2 separate regions of the Mus musculus genome follow, and region 2 is linked to region 1. The links are chromatin contacts, called in public promoter capture Hi-C maps. All regions are on one chromosome and are shown on one strand. Each heading gives the region's core, a stretch centred on a gene start, on an enhancer-like site or on the middle of the called end of the contact. The rest is flanking DNA. Distances are from core to core; before and after follow the strand shown. Region 1 overlaps Tns1 (tensin 1). Region 2 overlaps Tns1 (tensin 1).

Region 1 (5,536 bases), core at 1,509-4,008:
CCACAGCCTCCACTTGCCTGGCAAGGGCTCCGGCACTGGCCACAGCAGAGGACAAACCCAGAGTCACATGACCCTCCCTTCCAGCCCCACCCAGACATCACTTTGCCTAAGAAGTTAGACCCAATCCACGCACTCTGCTGTCTTTAAGCCTTGAAAAATCAGATTGAAACCTACATTGACCATCTTTCCTACCCCTCTCCCACTCCACCCTTATCTGCACCCCCGTGGCCATATTCTACCTGCTTCTCCCCAGGCCTCTTCCTCTATGACTCCAGATGGCTTTGGCCTTTGGCTGGATTGGTTGAGTCCTTACTGGCAGGGAGACTGGGAGGGAGAAGATGAGTTGTAGCCCATCCTCTATTTATCTCCAGCAGTACTGGCTCCTGGGTGGGCAGAGACAGCTCCCACCCTGCTAGGGAGCTCACCCTCTCTTGTTCATCTGCGCTTTTCAGTCACCTACTGGAACAAACCACGGGCTTCTGCCAAGATCTCAACCCACACATTAGGTAAGCACCGCACTCTACGCTAAATTCTCTTTTTTAAAAGCCCATATTCTGCCAACAGGAAGCTAAGAGAAAGCCCACAGTCGGAAGAGTCACGCCCAATCAACCAAGGTAGTGAATCTGTCCCTGCTGAGTGCCTACTGGGCTCTGCTTCCCTGTCAAGGGGGAATAAAAACACTCACCTGCCTAGGATGGAGGCATGTGAGAAGGAACATGTCCTTTGAGTTCTTGGTAATTCTGGTTGGTTTCACATTGGTCTTTGACCTCAACCTCCCTTGCACATTCCTTGCCTGGGGTAAGGTGGGGGATGGTGGTCAGGACTCCTCCTCCTCTTCCAGTCTCTTAGGGAACAGCTGACCCATAGGCCACCAAGCAGGGGAGGGCAGGAAAAGTGGAGCGTGGGGGGGGGGGGTACTTCATGGAGAACATTCCAGAGCCCAAACCCATTACAAGTGGTTGTTGACAGCTGGGAGCAGTGGAACACACTGGTGACTTACTCCTCAGCCAGGGACTATCTGCTGGTCACCTGCATTCCCAGGTACATCGCCCCACTCACTGGGAAAAATAAAAGCTTGTGCCAAAGTAAAAAAGGCCAGTACTGTCCACCCTGATAAAATGAAGGCATATAGGTGTGGGGAGAAGGCCTCCGTGGTATAACACTTGCCTAGCATGCACAAGGCCCAAGGATCAATCCAGCTCACAAAACATGCATGCATACATACATACATACATACATAAAATATTAAAGACATGGTGGTAGAGAAGGAAGTGAAGAGACCCCTTGACCACCAGATCTAGAGCTAGCATTAGTATTGGGGCGCTTGCACCCCCTCTACGGCCCCAAATACCTCTGCCTCATGGTGAGATTTCTGCCTTCACTGGGTACCTCACTCATCCTTAGATTCTCAGTCCCTAACACGTGGCTGGGTGCATGGTAGGTGCTGGACAACTCTGTACTAGGTCACCTGTTTTGATGCCTCTAAAACAGCATCACCAAGAATCTCGAAGACATCAGAGTTCCCAGAAACAATGTCTTCCTTTATGCCTAATCCGTCCTCGTGGAACCACGGGGACAAACAGAACCAGCACAGAAAGTCTTCCTAGATCCACCATGGCAAGGTGTCTTTCCCTCCTTCCCTCTCAGAAAAGAATCCTGTTCAGACATTCAAGTGACCCTTGTACCATGTGTACCCACCAGAAGGGGCAGCCCCCACATGCCGAAATGATACCGATTCTCAACTCTTCCCCTGATCCCTATGGGCCTGACAAGCCATAAAATCCCTCTTGTTAATAAAATGGAGTCTGTACTCCCTAACTCTCAGCTCTGTTATGAATAGTGTGACATTGACCTTGCAAGGCCTGTTTGACCTGACTCTAGGCCACGTGCACCAACACCGGGCACGGGTTCTGTGCACCAGTTTAATTGGCTTTTTTAAGTTTCTAGGGGGAAACAAACAAGCTGGGGACTAGGGAGATGGCTTCATGGGTGAAGAGCTTGCTGCTCAAGGTTTGAACCCCATCACCCACACAGAAGCTGGGAGCAGTGCCAAGTGCCTGCAGTCCCAGCACGAGGAAAGAAGGGAGCTGGAAACGGGGGTTCCTGAAGCTCAGTGGCCAGCCAGCTTAGCCAAAATGACAAGATCCAGGTTCAACAAGAGCCTTTGTCACAGGCAACAAAGTGGGATGTGATAGAGGAAGACACATCCCACATCAACCTCAGGCTTTTACACACATACACACATCTGAGCCCAGAGCTCATGTATGCCATTTCCCTCTTCTCCACTCCCTACCCAGGGTTCACCAGGCTAATGTCATCCCACATGCATGTCCACCCAACATGTTACTTCTTTAGTCTAAGGTTTCAGAGAGCTACGTCCCTTCCTTTCAAAATGTCCCATACACAATTTTTATTCCCTTAATGAAAATGGTCATGAAATTAAGCATAGCTTATCTCCCCAGAGCCTGGCCCGCTGCCTGCTGCATAGCCGGCACACAGAACAGCAATTGACTCTGTGATGCCTCAGTGAAGAAAAGAATGCACAAATATATTCAGTCCAGTGGCTTGAACAGAGCAAACACCCTTCACATTCTTCCTTCCCCAGCGGAGGAATTCTGCCACTGATCATTTTTCCTCACAGGCCTCTTTTTTCTGACTTTCCCATCAAAGTATCAGCAGGGACATCAAGCACAGCTTCCAAGGGTCAACCAAGAATGTGGCCTGGGCTGACCCGGGAGGCGGTGCCTGAGTTATGAAATGTGCAATTGGTAGCTCGGCTTTAATCCATGTCCTCACCACCCACTCCCAAGCTGGAAGCCCAGGCCACTGAGCCTGGCTGGAAATAGGGGTGCGCTTAGACGGGGCCCTTGACTAGGAAACAGGAGGCCCAGCAGTACAGTCTGGCCCTGTGGCCTCTTGGCTGTGACCTTGGGTGGGTCTCTCACCCCCACCACATCCCAGACCTTGGTTCCACATCCCTGAGAGGACAGGCGTGGCTGGGTGGATCTCAAGAAACCTTCCCATCAGAATTCCTCTGCTCTGATACAAGGGCAGCTGGAGGGTAGGGAACTCACAAGCTGAGAGGTATTTGTGAAGCATACTTAGGAGGTCTCTCTTCAGCTCTGTCAATCTTCACTCTACTGAATAGTTACGCAGAAGCAGAACAGAACTGCCAGGGTCCGTGTGCCCACGTGGTGACTTTCTCCCTGGAGTCTGACAGCCCACTCCTTTACTGAGTCAGCCACCCACATTCAGGACCTGAGCCTCTCTGTGCTGTCAGGCACTAAGGCTGTGGGAAGCAGTCTAGAGAACGCTCATCCCCTGCCTGCAAGTAGCCTTGACCCCCACTTCCCAGATCTGCAGCTGGGTCTGCAGTATACACAGACGTTTGTAGCTTCTACACAGGCAGGTTAGAAACCAGCAAAAGGAGCTGGAGAGATGGCTCAGCAGTTTACAGTACATGTTGCTCTTGTAGAGGACATGGGTTCAGTTCCCATCACACACACAGCGGCTCACAACCATCTGTAACTCCGATTCCAGAGAATTCTACACCTTCCTCTGACCTCCACAGCCACCAGGCACACAAGTGCATGCACTGTGGCAAAATATTCATACATATAAAATAGATAAATCTAAAACTTAAAAGATAGTTAATAACAACATGGAGAAATCAGTAAAACCTTTCAGGAAGCCACGACCATCCCACCTGGAATCAGTAGGACCACGCCCACGCTGGGGTGGAAATCAAGACATTCAGTGCAGAGGAAAGCGAGCCTAAGAAAACCAAACTAAAGCCGGGCGTGGTGGTGCACACCTTTAATCCCAGCACTCGGGAGGCAGAGGCAGACAGATTTCTGAGTTTGAGGCCAGCCTGGTCTACAGAGAGAGTTCCAGGACAGCCAGAGCTACACAGAGAAACCCTGTCTTGAAAAACCAAAAAAAGAAAAAGAAAAAGAAAACCAAACTAAGCCCCTATTGCACAGTGGTTCTCAACCTGTGGGTTGTGACCCCTTTGGGGGAGATGGGTAAATGACCCTTCCACAGGGGTCGCATATCAGATATTTCCATCACAGTTCCTAACAGTAGCAAAATTACACATATGAAGTAGCAACAAAAATAAATTTTTCATTGGGGTCAGCACAACATGAGGAACTGTATTGAAGGGCTGCATCATTATAAAGTTGAGAACCACTGCCCTATAGGAATGGCTACCTACTGCCAGGGACCAAGGTGGGAACATCTAACATAGCACAGCTGGAGGGAACCTTGGTACTCACCTGTCTAATGCTTCCTGTGGAGGTGAAAACACGCATGCCCGGAGACGCACCGAAGCCACTCGGGCAGTGTCCCTTATCCCATGACCACCATGAGTCTTTACTGAACGTCTGCCCTCCTGAGCTAACCTTCTGCCAGATCACAGCCCCTCTTCTTGTCCTTCAAATCAGGGCTAGACTGGCCCCACAGCTGAGATCAACTGTGAACTCCTTAAAAGTATTTCTCAGGGGGCCAGTGAGATGGATCAGTGGGTAAAGGGTGTGTGGGTAAAAGCTTGCCACCAAACCTGACAACCTGAGTTCCCAAGTTCGATCCCACACACAGACATGGTAGAAAGAAAAAAGTGATTCCCCCAATCTCCACACGTGTATCATGGCATGCATGTACCTATGTGTACATGTGTAGCACACGCAAGCATATTTATACACACACACACACAAATAAATAAATGTTTATAAATAAGGTTATTGGGGCGGGAGAGCAATTGTTTCTCAGGATTGTACATGGATGTCCTGAGGCATTTTTTGTGGCAGTGAGTCCTTAAGCAGCCTGCAGTAACCACAGGTGCCCAGGTTTCAGAAAGATGTATTTCCTGCCACTGTGCCGCCAGGAAATAAGTCATAGCTCTAGGACTGTATGTAACTTTAAACTAGGGATACTACCTCACTAGGGTCTGAACCTGAGAGTCCCTCACAGGCTCATGTTGTGAACACTCAGTGCCTAGCCGGTGGCTCCACTTTGAAAGACTGTGGAACCATTGGGGGGTGGGGGAGCAGAGAGTATCAGAAGATGACCTTTGAAGGGAATGTCCACCCCAGATTGCTGCTTCTTTCTCTGCTTCCCAGGTTTCAGTGATGTGAACGTGAACGGCCTTTATCACACACTCCCTTGCCATCAATAAGCTGACCCATCACTCCATCCCTATCACAGACTGAAATCTCTCTTCAACCACGATCCCAAATAAAACATTGCTCCAAGTACTGTCTGCCAGCTCACTGTCACGGAGATACAAAAGTAGCCGGCTGGTACAGCAAGCCGACACTGGTTCTATTGAAGGCACTGTTGCCAGGCGAACGCCACCAATACCCAGGAAGAGAAAGCCAACCACACACCTTCAGTACACAGGATAGCCTCTAGAAGGACCTGCACAGGCTTAAACGCCTGAGTGGCCAAGTGAGAGGTCCTGTTCCCTCTACCCCTCCCAGTCCCTCTGTGTTCACTGCACACAGCCAGGTAGTGTATGTGCCTCTGGGAAAGGAAG
Region 2 (5,536 bases), core at 1,777-4,276, 170 kb after region 1:
AGGTAATTCTCCACAAATCCACTGCCTAGGTGGACCTAGGCAGGACCCTGGTCTGATAGAGGGCTTCACTAGCAGACACCACATAAAAACTCTCTACTGCCTTCATGTGGGGACTCAACAGTGAACCTCAGTTTCTTTTTTTTTTTTTTTTAATTTATTTATTATATGTAAGTACACTGTAGCTGTCCTCAGACACTCCAGAAAAGGGCATCAGGTTTCATTATGGATGGTTGTGAGCCACCATGTGGTTGCTGGAATTTGAACTCGGGACCTTCGGAAGAGCAGTCGGCGCTCTTAACCACTGAGCCATCTTGCCAGCCCCCGAACCTCAGTTTCTTATCTGTCTCTCCAGTGATACTTTTGATACATTTATTTGTCTGTGTTTGTTTTTGTTTGTTTGGGAAGCATGCACATGTCATGGCTTACATGTGGAGGTTAAAGTTCAACTCGCAGTAGTCAGCCCTCCCCTACCAAGTCGGTCCTGTGGGTTGAATTCAGGTTGTCAGGGCTTGGCAGCCAGCCCTTACATCCCGATCCCCCAATGACATCTTTAAAGGGCTGGTCACACCATCCAGTGAATGACTGAGTGCTTCTGGTCTCCCTGTCCATAAGGCAGGACCTTCCCGAGCTTCCACAGACCCAGGGCCTGACTTCCAGCCCTGACAGCTCCTGTTCTTCTCCACTCCTCCCGTCCTGCTAGACTCCAGGTGGGCATGGGATAAAGTCCTTCAGGGCTTGAAAGAATAGAAATTTCTTCGCCTGGTCTGATAGATGGGTTGTATAAGCTCCTGGCACCATGATGGGCTGTGTCCCCCTCAAACTGTCAGCCAAAATAAATATGCCCTCTCCTGAGTAGATTTTGTTAGGTATTTTTTAAAATTAATTTTTTTCTTCTTTTCTTTTTTCCTTGAGTGACTGTGTGTGAGACAGACAGACAGACAGACAGACAGACAGAGAGGAGAGAGGTATGTAGGTAGCTTCAGAGGCCAAAAGATGACAGATCCCCTGGATCACAGGTAGGTGAGAACTGACCTGGAAGCAGATCCCAACCCCAGACAAGGTGAAGGCCATCTGTGATCTACCCACCCCCACATATCCACATATTCTTAGATCAGGGCCAGGGGAGTCCCCTTTTCCCATAGCAAATCAAGGCAAGGAGGATAGGGTTCCTAGAGGGGCCAGTACAGGTGTCAGGAAACAAGAGAGCAGGTCACTGCACAGCTGTGCCCTGGGACAGCCGTGGGAGGAGGGTCTACCTGGCAGCCCAGCACAGAGTCTCCTCTGTTGGTTTTGTCTTCCAGGACAAAGGCAACTCCTGTTAGAGGAGAGTCCCGGAGCATTTGATCTCAGGCTCCCAGACTCTCTTTCACACCTAGAAAGAGGTGTGCAGGCATGGTTCCCTGGGGACCTCCCAACGCTTCCCCAGGAAGGGCTTGGATCCAGTAATTCCCCTTTTCTCCCTACTCGCCACCTGCTCACAAGAGCCAGTGTCCCTACCCTCTCTTGTGATGCCCCAAGGGCCCCAGGAGGTTTGCAGTCAAATTCTCCCACCCTCAGGTTGGGCTCCAGGTCCTTCTGCTCCCCCAGGGTCTACTCAACTGTACTCACAAGATCAACCACCCAACCAGGCCCAAGGCATAGAACTCACACCCAGCCCCAGGCCACTCTGCCTACAACAGAACAGACTCCTGCAGAGTAGACCTGACTCACAGGGACTCAAGTGGCAACAGCTCTAGGCAGCCTCCTCTGGCCAGCCCACAGGAGTCCTCCTCCAGTTCTTCTGTGGGCACTGATAGCTCATTCCCTCCTTGTACTTGGCACCATTCCTTGTTGATATATCTGCTGGCTTCTTCATTCTCCCTTTCTTCCCCACCAGAAGGCCAGCTCTAGAGGCCACTGTCCACCACTCTCAGGTGCACCCTAGTACCCAGCACAGGATCCGACAAGGGGACAGTAAACAGGAGCTCACTTGAGGGGGGCACAGGGAGAAGAGAGGGAGGGATGAAGGGTGAAACATCCCTTCCAGATTCCAGATCCAGGCCATTGGTCACTTTGAGAGTTCTGCTGTCACTGCAGCCAGGCCAATAAGATCTTTATGTCCCCTCTCTACCCACCCTGACAAGAGACACCTTGATCTCTCTTCTGAACCAGCCCTCTGGTGTCCACTCAAACTTAGAAATGCCCCACCCCTTCCCTACCCCTGCTTGTCACAGGACTCTGAGGCCCTGATTGCTTACACTGATTTGCTATACATGGCCAGCAAGTATCAGTGCCAAAGCTGACAGAGGCCCCTGTTCCTGGTCCATTGCTTTTCCATAGCATAACATGGTAGCCAGAAGGAAAGAGGGCAATATCTGTCCTCCTAGGGGTGTTCCTTCACCACCGCTAACCCAGGTCTCTGATCTTCTACAGCCCGGAAGTTCCTCCTGATAGCTAGCCTCCAGTCCCCCTCTCAAATTCCAAACCGTTTCCTTGAGTCTGCCTTCCTAGGGAAGAATAGCTTGGTCACTCTCTTCCACACAATAAATGCCTCCAGACTGGCAGCACAGTATTCAAGCCCCCTCCTCTCCCCACCCCCACCGCTCTCTGTTCCCTGGGCTGAGAATCCTGGTCCTCTGGGCCCCTTTCCAAATGATTTCCATCACCACTCAGCGGCCTAGGACATGATTAACGGTGGGTGGGGGAGGAGTGGGAGTGGGGACAGGCCAGGCAGGCTATTGATCCACTAGGGACCCCCAGGGTGGGGAAGGAAGGGCAAGGGTCCTGAGGTCATCCCGGTCATCCCTTCTCCCTGGAGTGTTCTTTGCAGGGCCCAGAATGGAGACTTCAGGCCTGGGAGCTGGGCTGCTGGGTGGGAGCCCAGGCCCCACAATAAGATTACAGCAGGGAAGGTCTAATTGATTCTGATGGATCTGAGAAAGGCGGAGATGAATGGGGAGCAAGGAAGGAGGGTGGTGGAAGGGGACCCAGAGAGCCGGGCAGGGAAACCCCTTTTTGCATCAGCACTAGCTAATACAATCATGGAGTGCCCTGCCCCCACCTCCACAGCCCCTCCCCTCCTGGGAAGCCAGCCACTGCCACTCCACAGAGAGGCACAGGAGCAGAAAGCTGACCTAAAGCCTCAAGACTAGGGACCCAGATGAGAAAGAAAGGCTGAGACAGACATTCCCTGGAGGAGGGAAAGATGGGGGGCAGTCTGAGGCAGAGACAGATCAACAGGTTCTGCCCACCTCTCCTTAACCATGTCTCTTCACCATTTCCCTTTCTCAGGCCAAAACTGTAGCACATGGAAACCTATAAGTGGATCTTATGACTCTCATGCTCCTGCCTCAGCCTTGGCCTCAGCCTGGAGCCTACAGATATCTGAGAACATGGGCGGAAGCCAGGTCACTGGGACAGACCTCTTCAGGACAGAGAGGACAGAAGGAAGGAAAGGACCTCCAAGAGAAAACGCCAAGCTGACTGAGGGAGGGACTAAACAGAACCCCACAGTCTAGAGCAGGGAGAGGACCAGCAAGTGGAGAGGGGGGCAGAGCAGGGAGGCCTAGCAGGGCCAAGCTGAGGGGCTGCGAGAAGACGATTGGCTCCTCCCTTCTAGAAAGAGCAAGGTAGAAAAGGAAGGGACACAGGAAGAGGGAGATGGCACAGACCAGCCACCCAAGGACACTGAATTGAGAAGCAAGCCAGACCTGGCTCCATCCACTGCCTGCAGAAACAGCCGATCCTGCCGAGATTGCCTTCCCAGGCTCAGTGCACAGGAAAGAAGTTGCTGCAGCGGGTCCAAGCTCAGGTCTCCAGATTGTTCTAGCCACCATAGTCCCCAGGGTGGAGAACCTTAGAAGGACCTGGACACGTCCAGAACAGGCTCTTAGATGGTGTGATGGGGTCAAAAGCCCACCTAGACATAAGACCTTCCCACCCCACAGGTGCAAGGGATATGACACCCTGATACCGTGATTGGTTCTAAACAGCGATACCCTTCAAGTCAAAGCTAGACATTCTCCTACAGACTTACGTCCCTCCTCTCCCCCAGTCTGAGTGGTACAATTTGGATTCCTCCTCACCCTGACCCCAAAATTCCCAATCCTACTCCATGATCCCTTGAGTCCAGTTTCTAACACATTTTTCTTGCTCTGTGTGTAGCTTCAGGGTAGAACATGCCTGGCCAGGCTCAAACAAACCAGAGAGAAGGTCCTATCTTGCCCTGTGATTGGACCAATCTGGGCTCCAGCCCCTCTGGGAGACTCAACCTTCTCATCTGTGAAATGGGCATCACCTCTTATCTCCCAAAGAGAAGGACCCTGATACAAAAAGACTAGCATCCAAATCCTAACCCTGAAACCCATGGGACACATGATCTTGAGGATACCTGTGTCATCCTGAGCCACCATTAACGTCTTCTATAAGATGGAGACAAGAAGCTGACCTCCCTGGGAGGAAAAAGGAGTGAATTAAATGTAAAATTGCCTATACCCGCTTGACATACCAAGGCACCCATAGATGCCCAGACAAGTATCTTAAAACCTGGCATCAGTTAGGGAAGATGCCCTGGGCCTTTTCTCAATAGCCTTTCCTACTCTGCCAGCTGCACACTGACCACCCATCTACCAGCCAGGGCTTTGCACCGGAGCACAGTGTCTGGAACACACAGTTCATAGCCCAAGCCAGGCATGAACACTGCGGGAGCAGAGCCAGGTGTCCCAAGAGGACATCAAAATAGTGCTGGCCAGGGATGGGAAGTGGGCCAAAGAAGAGGCAAGGTGACGCTGCATGAGGAGGCTTGGGTCCAAGAACAGAAGGGGGCAAGAGGCTGCCTCTCACTTAGGGAACATAGAAATGGAAGCCCAGTCATGAATTTCTGCGAGCTTACCCCCACCATAATCAAAAGAAATGGGGCAGCACTAAAGCAGAAAGTACTTAAGTTAGACAGCAGGAAGCACCTCCAATGAGACATTACACTGCTGGAGAGACTTCTGTATTCGCCCTCCCATTCTCCATACTCCTCTTTTCAAAACCTTTTCTAAAACAGAGACTTCTGTTTTCAGCACAAAAATCTCATAAATTCCTCTTCGCCTTTCCAGGAAACCCCGTACCCAGAGTCTTCACTCTCACTCAGCTCCACACCCTAAGAATCATCTTGCCAAAACCCAGAACTCACACCTACCATCCACAGGTCTACTCAGCCCCCTGGGTAATCAGGTCATGTTCCAAGCCAACAGCTGTTCCCTTCCAGCTGTTCCCCAGCTGGGCCACACCTGGGCCCTCCCACCTGGCTCCTGGCTCTTGACTTCCTTGTGTTTTTTTCTGCCTGTGGGAGGCAGAGCGAGGTTGCATGGGCTGAATGTGTGAGCCGGAAAGCAAGGAGGAACCGTAGCCACCTGGGGGACAGGGAGGAACCAAACTGTTGTTTCTACGCTTGAAGGAGGGCTAGGGACAAAAAGAAAGAGGACAGAGGGTCTGTCCCTCATGGGCCTTGGATTAGAAGAGCCACGCCCAGCCCACCAGGCAGGGCAGGGTCACAGGAGGCTACAGGAGC

Evidence for each region. Capture Hi-C pulls out chosen DNA fragments and counts their contacts.
Region 2: a contact with region 1 is called in a promoter capture Hi-C map of adipose tissue. The contact joins two enhancer-like sites. A contact is called at or near these places in 3 of 39 promoter capture datasets (the 3T3-L1 cell line, cranial neural crest and hematopoietic stem and progenitor cells), 4 of 115 datasets of contacts at active chromatin or transcription factors (embryonic forebrain, embryonic stem cells and heart atrium) and 2 of 9 other capture datasets (adipose tissue and liver).

The regions. Positions count from the first base shown.
Region 1 is chr1:73,930,078-73,935,613 of GRCm38.p6, forward strand. All of the region lies in intron 22 of Tns1 (tensin 1), which reads right to left. Among named protein-coding and RNA genes, the nearest start is that of 6030407O03Rik, 68 kb to the left of the region's middle. Within about 2 kb of position 2,759, at least 61 of the 459 cell types and tissues checked have an H3K27ac peak or open chromatin away from gene starts, as enhancers often do. A contact at or near this core is called in adipose tissue, where this site is marked.
Region 2 is chr1:74,101,160-74,106,695 of GRCm38.p6, forward strand. All of the region lies in intron 1 of Tns1 (tensin 1), which reads right to left. Among named protein-coding and RNA genes, the nearest start is that of Gm31637, 8.3 kb to the left of the region's middle. Within about 2 kb of position 3,027, at least 55 of the 459 cell types and tissues checked have an H3K27ac peak or open chromatin away from gene starts, as enhancers often do. A contact at or near this core is called in adipose tissue, where this site is marked.